3 separate regions of the Sus scrofa genome follow, and all the other regions are linked to region 3. The links are chromatin contacts, called in public Hi-C and HiChIP or PLAC-seq maps. All regions are on one chromosome and are shown on one strand. The core of a region is the stretch at or near the end of the contact, and the rest is flanking DNA. Distances in the headings are between cores, read along the strand shown. Region 1 overlaps MAML3 (mastermind-like protein 3). Region 2 overlaps LOC110262151 (a long non-coding RNA gene). Region 3 overlaps MAML3 (mastermind-like protein 3).

Evidence for each region. A called contact is a pair of places that touch in the nucleus more often than the background predicts. HiChIP or PLAC-seq counts read pairs in DNA pulled down with a chosen protein or histone mark.
Region 1: a contact with region 3 is called in a Hi-C map of retroperitoneal adipose tissue, with 1.8 times the contacts expected there. The contact joins two enhancer-like sites. A contact is called at or near these places in 10 of 47 Hi-C or Micro-C datasets (brain, embryonic fibroblasts, epiblast stem cells and 6 more) and 1 of 2 datasets of contacts at active chromatin or transcription factors (skeletal muscle).
Region 2: a contact with region 3 is called in an H3K27ac HiChIP or PLAC-seq map of skeletal muscle. The contact joins two enhancer-like sites. A contact is called at or near these places in 1 of 5 promoter capture datasets (liver), 24 of 47 Hi-C or Micro-C datasets (adipose tissue, alveolar macrophages, brain and 13 more) and 2 of 2 datasets of contacts at active chromatin or transcription factors (alveolar macrophages and skeletal muscle).

What each region holds. Positions count from the first base shown.
Region 1 is chr8:87,021,931-87,026,853 of Sscrofa11.1, reverse strand. The region is part of intron 1 of MAML3 (mastermind-like protein 3); the gene reads right to left. Among named protein-coding and RNA genes, the nearest start is that of MAML3, 150 kb to the right of the region's middle. Within about 2 kb of position 2,488, at least 9 of the 83 cell types and tissues checked have an H3K27ac peak or open chromatin away from gene starts, as enhancers often do. A contact at or near this core is called in brain and retroperitoneal adipose tissue, where this site is marked.
Region 2 is chr8:86,813,296-86,817,680 of Sscrofa11.1, reverse strand. The region is part of intron 3 of LOC110262151 (a long non-coding RNA gene); the gene reads right to left. Among named protein-coding and RNA genes, the nearest start is that of MAML3, 64 kb to the left of the region's middle. Within about 2 kb of position 2,715, at least 59 of the 83 cell types and tissues checked have an H3K27ac peak or open chromatin away from gene starts, as enhancers often do. A contact at or near this core is called in adipose tissue, brain, fetal skeletal muscle and 5 more, where this site is marked.
Region 3 is chr8:87,289,530-87,294,368 of Sscrofa11.1, reverse strand. The region is part of intron 4 of MAML3 (mastermind-like protein 3); the gene reads right to left. Among named protein-coding and RNA genes, the nearest start is that of MGST2, 100 kb to the left of the region's middle. Within about 2 kb of position 3,443, at least 69 of the 83 cell types and tissues checked have an H3K27ac peak or open chromatin away from gene starts, as enhancers often do. A contact at or near this core is called in adipose tissue, brain, fetal skeletal muscle and 5 more, where this site is marked.

The DNA of each region.
Region 1 (4,923 bases), core at 1,239-3,738, 270 kb after region 3:
CCTTTCAAAAAACAACAAAACCAGATTCGCACCTGGACTCATGCCTTTTTTACAGCACCACAGAAAGATGAAAAGTATTCAAAAGAACACTATCGTTTTTTTTTTTCTCTATCTGAAATCTGTACTGTTGAATTTCTAATTACATTTGGAATAAGTTTAAAGTCTGCAAAATTATTCCAGTTGAGGCCATGGAGTGGGAAAACTTACATAGAAGTAGAAGCAGAAAGTACAAATCATGATTTGTAATAAGTCACCATGGGAAAGAGGAAGATGAGTTAACTTCCATATCAAATTTATTTTCATGATACATTCCCAAATATTCAGAAGATTACGACTTCAAATACTATAGGGCTAGAGGTTCTAAATACTGGACCTAAAATCAGGAGGCAGACCCAGGACATGTCATTGTCATTAAGTACTTATTAAGTAGCAACTCAGCTCTAACACTGTGTCATTACAGGGCTGCCTGTAAAGGAGCTTACACTCTGGAGTCGGAATATTCACACAACACAGAAAACAGAAACATCATGAACACGGTTACATGCATCCCTAGATTTGTTTACTAGATGTACTCAAACCATCTTGGCAGACAAGCAACTTGTATGTATTAGAATTCCCCCTCAATGACATGGTAGCCTTTGTCCAGCAGAAACCCAGCCTCCTCCCTCACCAGCAGCACCAGCCCCTTGAGCAAGTGCCGGCAGAGCCAGCTAGAGATGCTTTGTGGTGGCAGCAGCAGAGCAGTGCAGGGACAAAGCAGCCAGCTCCAATGGGGGACTGAAGATCCAGGAGCCTGAACTTTGAATAACACAGTTCCACTGGGTTGATGCTTCCACTGACCAATTCTTTCTCAAAATTCCTCTCTGTCCATATACATGATGACCTAAGCTTCTAGAGCTGGAGGGAACTTTGCAGGGGGGCCCACAGGAGTTACTATGTTCCCCTGAACTGGTGCTATAGCACCAGGACTTGATGTCCGCCCCTGGGCCTGTCCTGTGTTGAGCCTGCCACACTAGCTTGGGGCACATTTGGAACTGATGTTAATTAGCATTGCTTCTTTGGGTTAGGTCTGGGTTACCCTACGAGAACATTTTAGGTGGAGCTCTTGGACAGAATTCCAAATATACTGGGAGGGAAGCACCTAGTGAAAGAAAAATATAGAGCACACCTTAGGTACAAGGAGGAAAGGTACTAAGTGGTACTGAGGGGTAGGGGATAGGGCAGGGAGCGGTGTGAAAAAGAGAAGCAGAAACAAAAGCTCTGGGATGGCTGGAGCCAAGGGACTGACGCCTGTAAGGCCAACAAGATCAATCTCTCTTTCTGTGTTTGGGGACAACATTTTGCCAGTGACATCCTCCAAAGGAGACTGAGAGACTAGCCTTTGTCCTGAAAGGGTCTTTAAAAAGTACCAGATTCAAGTTCTAATGTGGCCACACATGGGGCTCTGTGTCCTAGGAAATGTCTTAAAGCATCCTCTAAGCTCGGTTTCCATATCTTGAACAATAAGGGATTGGCATTTTTTTTTTTTTTTTTTTTTTTTTGGTGGCGCTCACAGCAAGCAGAAGTCCTTGGGCCAGGGATCAAACCCTTGCCACAGCAGTGACCCAAGCCACAGCAGTGACAATGCCAGATCCTTAACTTGATGAGCTACCAGAGAACTTTGGGACGGGCTCCCTGAATTAAGTCTGTCCCAGCTATAGGATTTCTATGCTGGAGAGCTTGAAGTTCCCCCAAGGAAAAGTTTTTTGTGTCCATTACAAATGGCTTTAAGAGTTCTGTCAACCCAAGCTTTCTCCTCTCGCTGTTCTCCTCAGCACAAGCAAGAGAATCACTTAAAAAGCACTGTAAGCCACAGGTAATGGGCAGAAGAGAAGAGAGAGGCTGTAAATGAGCTCTTTAGAGCCAAGCCCTATCAAGCCATTATTAATGCTTTACACCAGCCAGAATGTGGAGGCACGTATTTATTTCAGAAGCCTTTCTGAACATGTACCTGGCCATTGAAATTCACAAGGCATTTGTTATCACGTTGTGTTTCTTATTAACAATGGCACAGCAGCCAGGATACATTGACAGTTCTCTCCAAGCCCCAGAATATTGGGGGAGGGAATGTAATTCAACAGCACCTTCCCTTTACTTCAGACCGATGGGCGAGCACTATCCCCCTCATTCATGCCAGCCCCCCAGTATTTTTCACTGTTACATCAAGAACATGTAACTCCCAAATCCACAGTCACACTGTCCATTTTAAAGGCATCACATCTTATGTCCTTACTTCTTTGAAGCTCATTAGAAGCTGGACCTTCTGAGCATTTACCTAAGATCCTCTCCAATCACTTGAATCATAAAACCAGGAAAGAGAGGAAGGGGCCGTGGGGGCGCGAGGAGCAGGAAAAAGAAAGAAAATGGGATGAACAGAGGCTGAGGGAGACTGGCTATGGAGTGGGGGTGAGACACCGCTACCCACCGCAGACAAAGAACACTAGACACAGAAGGGAGACAATGAAGGCTCAGAGCAAACGCAGAGCAGAGAGAGCGTGGGGGTGGGGGGGGCAGGGAAGCCCCCCAGCAGCCCCCTCCCCAAACCCGGGCTCGCCTGGTGCCAGCTGATGGCTCACAACAGCTGCTCCGCTGCGGAGGAGAGACTCACAGTCATTTCCTGGCTAAGAGGATTTCTACCGTTTTAATTAGTTTTGCTGTTTTGGGTTTCTTTTTCTTTTTCTTTAAGATAAGAAATAACACCTCTCCATCCCCATACTCCCCTGGACACAGCTGTATTTTCAACCATCCAAAGAACAAACAATGATTTTGATTTCTTTACTACGAGTTGAGGATTGCTTGTGAAATCGAATAAATAATTAAGAGGAAGGAGGAAGTTCAGCAAAGTAGTTCAAATCTGTGCTCCTCTGAAAAACACAGGTAGAAAAACTGGGGTCCTCCGTGGAATGGGGTTGGGAGACAGGCTGCTGACATCTGTAAATTAACCTTAACCTAAAGGCATCACCTCCCTTTGTCCTGTTTGGCTGTAGTGACGACAAGACAATGCCGAGGAGAAGAATTTTTTAAATATTTCACTCCTCCTCTTGCCCCAAAAAGATCTAGAACAGGTTAATTCAGTCCTGATTCCTAGTCATCCCTGACAGAAAAAGAACTGGGGATTTCACAAGTAATATGTGTAAAATCTTCCTTAACCTAGAAAACATTGTGGGTGGGGGGAAATCACCTCAAAACTGAGATCTAAAACTAAAACATGGAAAAGAGGAACGCTAACAGTGCAGCTGCTAAACAGCCACGGTAGGATGCTGCAAACGTGTTCACCACAGGACTAGATCTCTCAAAACCCACTGTCTGTTTACAAACAAAGCACTTACTAAATAATACCCCAGGTAACAGATGATGATAGGAATAGGGTTTGCTCTTTTAAATAACAACAGATTGGGGGGAAAATTCCCATACCATCAGACCACAAATTAAATGAAACTTCACTTTTAACTGGAAAAAACGCAGATCTAGCTGGGGAAGCTGATTTCCGCCCACCCTCCATTCTCCCAAAAGGAGATTAGAAAGAGAAAACAGAAAAACATATGTCCTAGAGATGAATTTTGGTAATGAATGCTATAAACATTCATAGGGAGATACGCTATTTCACAGGTCTTCGAAAAAATATTTTAATATGCACACATGAGTCAAACACTCTGCAATAAAATGCATTCATGTTTCATTGTTTTTATACACTGCAGGAAGGAGTTGAAGTCTTGTCACTCACCTGACGAAATCTGATCTCTCTGAAATCTCTCACCCTAAGGTGTTAAAGATGTTGGTGCTGTGACATAATTCCACCTCAAGTCATCTTGTGGGAAACACAGGTCAGTTTTAAAGCACCAGGTGGGCAAACGGTCCTTATTTAATTACCCAACCTTGAATGATAGGTGGGGTGCTTAGAGGCTGCCACTTGAGATCATGTGCCATGCAAGGGGTTTCCAAATTTAAGCTGGCTTGTACAGTAAGCTGACTCGTGTTTATCAGAACAACTGAGGCTTTGAAGAAAATGCTCTTCTGTCTTGTCCTTAATTCTAAAGGGGCAAGAGGGAGAAGCAGAGTGGGAGGAGGACCTGCAGCCCTCCCCTCTCCTGGCTGGTACTGGCGTGAACAAGATGTAAGTTAGGGAATATTTCAAAACCCTTCAACAAGGTGGAGAAAAGGGTGATTAGTATGTTCTCTCATTCAACGGAAGTAGTTCTGTTGACCTCTGAGGGGCAAACAATTTTCAGGCCAGCTTTGCATCCAATCACAGTTAATGAGGAACTGAAGTTGACATTCTAAATTCTTCTATCAAATTAAAACAATAAAACAGGTAGTTAATAACAGCAAATACTTACATATATCTTACCATATGCCAGACACTTTTAAGGGCTTTGCATATATTAACTCATTTAAACCTCCCAACAACCCCCGAGGTGGGTACTGTATTCAGATGAGTATAAACTTGGTTATACCTGAGAAATAACAAGCTTCATAATGTTGGTGATATAGTGGGACAGAGGTGGGTAATAACTTTGAAAGGGGATCTCAGAAGCCTATGTATCCTGTAACATAGGGTGTCATCCTATATATTGCTGGGGCAAATATTACAGTAAGAAAACAGATTACGGGAAATCTCATATCTGCATTTTGTTCAAATGGCTCTGATCATAAATTTCCACTGAAGAGAATACTGATCTCTATAGAGAAAACGGTAAGATTTTAAAACGATTAGGAAAAAAAGAGGATGTGTAATAAAGGGTGAAAAGATTTCACTGTAGCTAAAAAAAAAAAAAAAAATCTACCATCGGCTTGAGGAAAATTGCCTACACTCATTTAAAGAGCAGAAGGAAATCTCACAAGAAAACTGGGCTGGTCCTTCTTAGAAATAGTAATTGCTACAGC
Region 2 (4,385 bases), core at 1,466-3,965, 480 kb after region 3:
ACTTTGGTAATATCCTGTTTATCTGCCTCCAGGAACGTGAATATACCCTCCCCACAATGGAGCAGAGTAACAGCTCATAAGAATCTGCAAATAATAGCACGGTCATGGAGTGTGCACCGGGACACTTTCATCTTAAATTAAATTGAGGGAGGCTCAGGATAAAGTCTATATTTATGCCGTCTATCTTGTTCATAAGATACAAAATGTATCATTTCTCTGAAAGACAATAAAGGAGACTGGGAAATTCTGCAAAAAAAAAAAGAAACGACAAATGTTTAAATATTAAAAGGATAACACCAGTTGCCAACAAGGTTCTATTCGAAACCAGAGACTACAATGAATACATAGAAACGCGGGTGGAATTTTTAATTTTCCAGCAAAAATGTTCCATGAACTATCCTATCCTTTGTTTCCTTTGGTTGTAGACAGTTTGGGGACGGTGCTTCCAGTGTAGCTCTCGATGTATTTTTAATTGTTGTGTGGTCCAGTCCCTGCCCCCAACAACAGCCACACAAAGGACCTAAACTGTGGTTACAGGTAGTGGTTGTAATCTCTGCCCCTGGAAGCTTTGAAGGTGCTTCCAGCTGCATCAAAGTGCTTCATTGCTTTGTGCATCTCTGCCCAACTTCAAAGCCCCGCTGCCAGGAACTTGTAGGGCGGTCTACCTTGTAGTTCTAAAGGAGCTATTACTCTCTATTTATTGTGCAAATTTTTATGGAGATGCCTTGGTATCTTTCCTGACTCACTGCTTAGACTTGTAGTAGCTTCTTCTTCTAGCTAGGATTAGGACTGTCTAGGAAAATTATCTACAGGAATAGGGTAGGGTCAGGACTGCCTGCGACTAATCCTGCTAACTTCAAGGTCTAGGATGCCACACCCTGTTCAACTATTTGAAAAGGTTCTACTAGCACAGTGGCCAGGGAGCATGCCCTTAGGAGCCTAAAGGGAGCTAATTAGTTTTAGGCAGCTAAAGAAAAAAAAAGTTTCACCTTTGTAAAAATGATTGGCAGAGGATTGTGAAAGAAAGAGGAGTCCTAAGATATAAGAGCAAATAGATGCTCTAAGACAAGGTATCTACTAGAACTTTCTGCAGTGATGGAAATGTTCTGGAACTCTAGGCAATAACTTAGCCCCTGCCCCTGCGTGGTTGTGGAACACTTGAAATATTCCTGGAGTGATTGAAGAACTGAATTTTCAGTTTTATTTAACTAATGTAATATGGCTACCGGCTACTATATGGACTAGCATGGCTCTAGGAATTAACAGTGTGTGTGTGTGTGTGTGTGTGTGTTTAGAAAATGTAGAGCCTCATGTGGAAGGAGGAGAGGGAAAAGGAAGAAAAAAATATTGCCTACTGGAAAAATCCTTTTGACCCACAGCCACGAGATCTCCACCCGGGCAATAAGATCCGAGTCATCAGTCCCAAAGAGAAGAGTGTCATCATGCATTTCCATTCACCACTGGGGTACGAGGCTGCCATGCCCACACACAGGATGGCACTTCTCTGCATTCACGCCTCCTGATGGATGGCATTCCAAGCAGTCGTGTGCTGGGCAATGGGCAAGGGGGAAAGGTAATGAAATTGCCTCCTCATTGACAAGCCCGAGCCGATCGTGTGTCATTGTGCATGGCTGTCACTTGCAGACATCAAGGGTGCCCAATCCCAGGTAAGACACCCGCCCTCTGAAAGCGACATAAATCAGGAGTTGTTCAAGTAGAGAGGGGTCATCAAGAGGCCACAGGAAATCTCAGGCCTGTCTGCGGGTCTGATGCGGGCCTTGAAATGGTTCCCTGAAGCTGGCAAAAATGTGGGATTCTGGATCCTTTGGTGGGGCCTCCCAGCCGTGTGGGTGCTGCAGGCAACCTCCTGATGGAAGGAGGAAGGAAACACGGAGCGACATGCAGGGGAGTGTCTGTACGTGTGATGGGAGATCGCTGCTGGTGTGAGGCCAGGGCTCCAGACACTGCAGCAGGGAGATGGGCCCCCCACCCCGTATTCATTTTCCACGTAGTTCGAATTAGGAAACACTGAAGACCTCTAGGAAACTATAAAGAACCAGACATTAATAAGTCTTTGCTCCATCCAGGGAAAGAAAAAAAGCACAACTTATTAATTAACCCATATTTCATTTCTGTACAGTTGTCTTTTTCTCTCTGCCTCCTGATGTCCGCATCTGGGTGCAGCGTTCAGTGTGGTACTGAAATGTTTAAGTGCTGCGGCGGCTGTCGGACTTTCTAGTCAGGAGAGATTTGGCCTTTTTTTTTATCGTGAATTCTTTTGTTTTTCCCTGTGGCCAGCTGCTACAAAGATGCAGTCAATTTAGATTAAACAGGCTGAGGAGTGCTATTCAACATGTCAGCCAGGCAGACTTCTGGAAACCCAGGCTTCGGCAGGTACAGCTTTGAAAGAAAAAAAAGCAAAAAAAAAAAGAAGAGTCAAGAGGCTGTTCCCACAGGGGACAGACTCTGGTCTTAAGTCTGGGAATGCGAGCCGGGGTCCTTGGAGTGCCCGCACGGGGTTCTCCACGTTCGGCGCCGGGAACAGCTTGCGCCCTTTCTTTCTGCCTGTCTTCACCCTCGTCCTGCTCCTCCCCTTTCCCTGCTGCCACTGGTTTCTGTCTCCATTGTTCCCTTAAGCCCAGCAGCCCGTGTGCAGCCAGGCCCAGCGCACGCTCCCTCAGCCAGCAACTTCCTCTGAAGCTGCAACGCATAATTACAACCAGCTGCTCCGGGCGGCTGGCCGGCCAGCTCTGCAAACAAGCATCCTGATACGCGGAGTTCCAGGGAGGCAACAGCCTGCTCTTGGCAGCAGCAAATCCTCCGAAGGAAATGCCCACACCCTTGGAAGAAGAGAGAGCAGCCCTTCTCCCTCCGGTGGCTCCCAGAGGCCAGCTGTCTCCTCTCTCTCCCATGTCAGAGAGGGTCATTTTTACTGTCCCTGGGAAGGCGCTTGCTCTGTCACCTGCAGCTGCCCTCGCCCTGCCCTGCTGGCCTATTGTCTGGGCTGGTGCCACCCCAAGCAGGGTGGTGTGCTCCTAAGACTAATGCAGGGTGGGGGGAGCAGGAGGGATCCTGGCTTCTGGTCAGCATCCTAGTTGAGGTGGTTTGTGAGCCATAGATGGGCTTGGGAAATAGACCCTCAGCTAGCAGAAGGCCAAGAGACAACTGATGTTGCTTTAAAAACAAAAACAAAAACAGGGAAAATCCAAACAAATCTGGCTTAGCCTCTAACTAAGAGAGCAGCAGGTGGGCATGAGTGGATTCGCTCAGGACCCAGCTCAGAGCTGTGGGTTCATTTGGGGGCCTCAGTGATCTTTCAGGCTTGGCTACAAGTATGACTCTGATCCAAAATTAGGCTTTGAATGTGTAACACAAGGCGGCGTGCCCCGCCCACCGCCTCTCTCTGCCCTCTGCTGTTTCTTCAGAGGCTGGCTCTGAGCCAGATCTGGCCCTTCTGGCTCCTGGGGGGGAGGGCTGGCCGCAGTGTTCTGTTTCCAGGCAGGGCTTTAGGGTGGGTGAAGGTGCACAGGCTATTCAGGAAGAGGAGGGGAGACTGATAGGCTTTTAGAAGGATACCCGAACCTCAAACCACCTACCCTATCAACCCAAAGCTGGAGGAAACCAAGCAGGAGGAAGGCGGGCGTGCTACCCAGGGCTGGCTGCCCACCTTGCTTCTGCCCACTGTGCCTTCCAGCTCGGGCTCTCCCTTGGTCTCCAGCAGTGAGAGCAGAGCCAGGCCGGGCCAGCCGCTCTGTCATATCCAAGAGCAGCCACAGAGGTGGGGAGCAGCTGGGAGTATGCTGTTGAAAAGGAACTGCTCATTTTCCAGGGCAATTTCCCAGGGATGCCGGTCCTGGCAGGAGCAGTGCGAGTGGGACCAAAGGGAGCATCTTTGAGAGGCTGGTCCTCTCTGAGCTCCAGCAGCCAGACCCCAGGCAGCAGCAGTGGGCTAGCTGTCCGGCTGGTGGGGTTCCCCTTCACAGCCTTCTTCGTCTCACTGTTTAAAAATCTTGGTAGGACTTTTTTTTTTTTTTTTTTTTTTTTCAGAGCGATGCCTGCCATGGGGTGCTTCCTGGGAAGGAATTTCAAAGCAACCTGGATGGGCGAAGGGCAGGCAGACAACTAGTCACTCTTAAATGTGTGTCAACAATGGAGTTGGTGTCTCATCAGCTGCAGCTTTTCTCAGTTTCTTCGTCAGTCTCTGATCATCTTTGCAATTCAATTCCTCACAGGGAAAAAAAAAAAAAACAACAAAACAAAACACCAGCTTAAAGTGCTCTTTTGGTGTGCAGCCCACGCTTTCGCTTCTGATTCTTAAGCCTGGATACACTTGAGAAGCACATACAAAGCGAATGCGTCTGTGAGAGCATCACCACCAGGCTCTT
Region 3 (4,839 bases), core at 2,194-4,693:
GTTAGTGCCGTGGCCCAGGTCACAGGGTAAACCGAAGACCCAGAACTTGCAGAACTGGAACACTGATTTGGGGTTGAATTCAGCATCCATTCCACAAGCACAGACCTCCCCAGATGATGGGTCCATCACGCCAAGTGTGCACTTAAGAATTGTCTGCTGGAGTTCCCATCGTGGCGTAGTGGTTAACGACTCTGACTAGGAACCATGAAGTTGCGGGTTTGATCCCTGCCCTTGCTCAGTGGGTTAATGATCTGGCATTGCCGTGAGCTGTGGTGTGGGTCACAGATGCGGCTTGGATCCCGCGTTGCTGTGCCTCTGGCATAGGCTGGCGGCTACAGCTCCGATTTGACCCCTAGCCTGGGAACCTCCATATGCCGCGGGAGCGGCCCAAGAAATGGCAAAAAGACAAAAAAAAAAAAAAAAAAAAAAAGAATTGCCTGCAGACTAAATATATGTCTCCCATAAGCACACTGTGTTGTTTTTCAAATGTGTGCTATTGCTGAAGTCAAAACTTTGAGTATTTTCTCTGTAGAGACAATTATTAGAGAGCTACGAAATATTTATGTTCATAAAAAAGACCTTCTACTCAACAATGCCTGCAACTTTATGCTACCCAAAAGTTTACTTCATGACTGACCCCTGCTGAGGGCAAGATATTTCACTCTTTTCTTTCCACCCTAGACTTGCTACCTGTTTTTACCTTACCCTTCCTTCCAATGGGATAAAGCTGTTTCTTGCCACCTCTGGAGACAAATGGTTGACTGAGCTAACGCTTTAACAAGCGGAGTCACAACAGAGGTATAGGTAATTAACCAATCAGCAAAAACACAGTTATATGGGGTTTTTTACTGTGTACTTCAGTATATTTGATATTTTCCAATTTTGATAAGGAGGAGAGAGCAGGAAAGAAAATGAGACCCAAGGGAAGATCTGGTTTTCTTCAGCCTGATTTTATGAGAGGCCTGGCCTGGGCTGGCCCTGTTTATCTTTGTGCACTTTGAGAGATTCTGGTCCTGTGAGACCTGTGAGCTTGCCCGGGAGTGGCAGGTAGCGATGTGTGGCCTCCCCAGCCTTCTCTGCACCAGAAAGAAAGATCAAGGCAAACGAGGTCAGGATGTAGCATCATCTAAGCACTTCTGGCCCCTGTCTTCCCGGACCAAAAAGAAATCCCCCACTTTCTGAAAGTTCACTTTACGCCACTTTGCTTTTACCAAAGCCCGACACTGGTACCTGTTTTGCTAACCAAAAGACATCTGAAGAGGACTTCTGCTTTTATGAAGAAAAGGTGAAAATTTAACATAGTGTTCAGTGTTTGTTTTGCAGAGAATGATTACAGAGGCAGCTGGCAGCCCCAGCAGCAGGAGTGGCGCCACCAGGCTCCTTCCCCAGGAACTACACTCAGCATCTCAGCATCAAGCTGCCAGAGCTTTGGATTGTGCGAGAGCATCTGCCCTTTATTTATTTTGCACATTCTTAGCAAGACATGTCCTAAGGCACTTGCCTCTTCTTGGCTTTAAGCCATTCCGGCTTAGGAAAGGTTTCACAGGAATGCTCTGCGTTCACATGGGGGCCCCAGGGTTGGGGAAGGAGACCTGTACCTGAAAAGCACGGTGGGGGAAATACCTTCCCAAAGTGATAGTCTGCTTACTGCTTCCCTGGATTATGTATTTCTCCAAATGATTCCCACCCAAAAGTTTTGCCTTCAGGTTTCTCACTGAAGACCTTTAGACAAGGGCCATGTACTTATTTATTTATTTATTTATTAGTATTTTTGCCTTTTCTTGGGCTGCTCCCGAGGCATATGGAGGTTCCCAGGCTAGGGGTCTAATCAGAGCTGTAGCTGGCAGCCTACACCAGAGCCACAGCAACGCAGGATCTGAGCCGCATCTGTGACCCACACCACAGCTCACGGCAAAGCCGGATCCTTAACCCACTGAGCAAGGCCAGGGATCAAACCTGCAACCTCATGATTCCTAGTCAGAGTCATTAACCACTGAGCCACGACAGGGACTCCTGGGCTATGTGCAACATCCGTGATCCGAGGTTGATCCAGCTGTAGGACTTTCCCAACCAGCTCTGCTGCTTCAACAGCAGTGACACCTAGAGCCCCAGGCTCAGGGGTGTGAGCCCAGTGCAAAGACACATGCACGGAGTGACTCACCTTACAAATTGAGCTGGTGAGGCCATTAGCTGTTTCATATGACATGGTGGCTTTTAACCTCCAGTCTGAGAAGGCTTAATGAGCAATAGTCTGGAGAATTTCAGGATTTCAAGCCACTGCTCTTGTTTCTAAGGAGGACACACACTGGGTGTGCAATTAGAGAAAAACCAGGCTGAGCTTTCGTCACCAGAAATGTAATGCCTTGAAGCCAAATGATGCAGTATTTTTAGTTTTAATTACTAGCTTGTTCTCTACTCCACCCCCGGCCCAACGACCTCCCTTGCCTTCTACCCAGAATCTTAATTCCGTCTCTTCCCCTCAGAAATCCAATTGAATACATAGATCTTCATTACTCCCCAAAGCTCTCATGCTTCACTAAAATAAAGGTGGGGGGGGAATCAAAACCAAGGAACCTATTTTACGTATCTTCTCCTCCAGGGAAAAGATCCCTGCAATTTTCTAAGGGCTGGAGAGAGGTAGGAGGTGTAAAAAACACCCCACCTTCCCCAAAGAAGCAGTTTTCTACTTCAAAAAAACAGCTGTGGTAAAAATATCTCTCAAGAGCAGCCAGCTGTTTATTTATAAATCTGTGCGTAGGGAAGCTTTATTTCTCTTATGTGTTTTCAAGAACATGCAGAGTATTTGGGTGAGAAGGGCCGGGGTTGCTGGCGGCAAACCAACGATGACTAGCTCCTTGGGGATGGAGGGCGGCGGGGGACGGCAAAAGGCGGCCGGCGGGGATGAGAGGGTGCCCGGACTTTGCGAAGTGGCTGGAGGCAGCCTAGGGCTTCAGTCTTTTTTCAGGTGTTCTCCTCCGGCAAGAACGCAGCTGCTGTTCTCCTCCTGCCCCAGCAGATGGTGGTGTCAGCCCGGCCCTCGCTGCCAGCCCGCCTGCTCCGCCCGCTCCGCCCGCGCGGCGTGTCCCCCACCCCCAGCTTGCAGATGGCTTAATCATGACTCGCCTTCCTCCCCCACCCCGTCCCCCCGCCCCGCGCGTCTGGGCTAACGCTGCGAGCGTGGAGCCAGGCAGTCAAGTGTTACTGCGTACAGCAGGTAGCCTGGCAACTGAGAGCATAATATCGAGCAGATGGTGTTCGCATGGCGTGATGGACATCACACACGACAGCCTGAGACAATCCAGGAATTCCCTGGTGACTGGAGGCCCTCTTTACACAAAATGAGTTCTCTCTCCATTGCCCTGTATCTCTGGGGTTATCTCCCCCCACCCCCATCTCCGACTGACACTGAACTGGTTTCTTATTACCGACTTTGCTTCCAGCCCGAGGAGAGCGAGATCTCACGTGGGGGGTGGGGGAAGCCGTGGAAGGAAACGGAAGGGCCGGGAGCTGGAGGACGTGATGGGGACGGTGGCGACCCGAGACGGGAGGGAGAGTGGTGCACCCCAGACCCCGGGGCCGGCTGGCCGAGAGGGACGGGCTTCCTCGCAGCCCCAGCTGCAACCAAGCCGGCGCGGGGAGGCGAGCCTGGGCTCAATGTCTTTGCCACCGCAGGGCCTGCAAACTGCCTCAATGAAATTTAGGATTTTACTTAAAAAGTCCCCTGGGGCGTAATTTAGCCTCTCAACTCGAGCCCGTAAGCTTACAAGTCCTTAGGGGACTCTAAGAAGTCAGAAGTGTGGCCCGTGCGCCCCCGGCCGGCCTGAAGATGACTCTCCGCGCAGGCGTCCTTAACAAAGAAACCGACGCGGCGGTCTGGGCGCTGGCGGGGGCGGCGCGGGGGGCCGGGAGGTCTTCCGCCCAGGGCCCCAGGAACTCCGCCCTGCTCTACAGCCGGTGTGGCAGCTGTGCGCCCCAGGGGCGCCGTGCCTGCCCCATCCCCTTCCCGCCAGGCCGTGTGTGCCAGCCGCCTGGAAGGAAGTGGGAGCAGAGGGCTTGGGGGCTGCTAGGAGAGTTGTTCACCGGTAGGAAAATGTAAAATCAATGCATACACAAAAAGCATGCCCCAGAAGACAATTCTGGGCTTTTCACACACTGAAGTGGATCAACTCATTAAAAAAAAAATTTTTTTTCCAGCCCAAACGGAATTTTGCCTAGATTCTATACATCAAGACATTTCTATGTCCAACCTCACACTTTGGGGCTTTCTCCTGCAAAGGCACTGTTCAAATTTTAAGCTTCAGAAGGACGAAGTATTTTCAAAGGTGGAAGCTGACGTTTCACATAGAACATCACTTGCCGAGAAATAGTTCAGCGGTTTCAGGGCAGAGAACCCACACTCCCTAGGAGGCTGTGCGGAGGCATCTGGCTGTGTCTCCCAGGGGCTCAAGGGTGGGGAACTGGCACTAAGAGGCTCCAGGACCCATTTGATGTCTCTGTCTCAATCTCCACCTTCTCAAATGAAAATCACATCCATAGGACTCCTCCCTCAGCAAGAGAAACTTTGAAAGAGCTGTAGAGAGAAAGTGCTAAGAAGATGCTCAGGAAGGTGCTGAAACCTCTCCCACCTCCAGTGCGGGCTGCTGGGAAACCATGATGGGCTAAATCAGGGCTTCTCAAAGTGTGGTTCCAGAACTGGCACCATTAGCATCACCTGAGAGCTTGTTAGAAATGCAAATTCTCAGGCTGGGGGGGGGCGGGCAGGCCTCCTGAATCAGAGCCCCTGGGAACAGTTTAACATGCCCTCTGAGAATTACCACACCCACATTTTAAGAAACACCT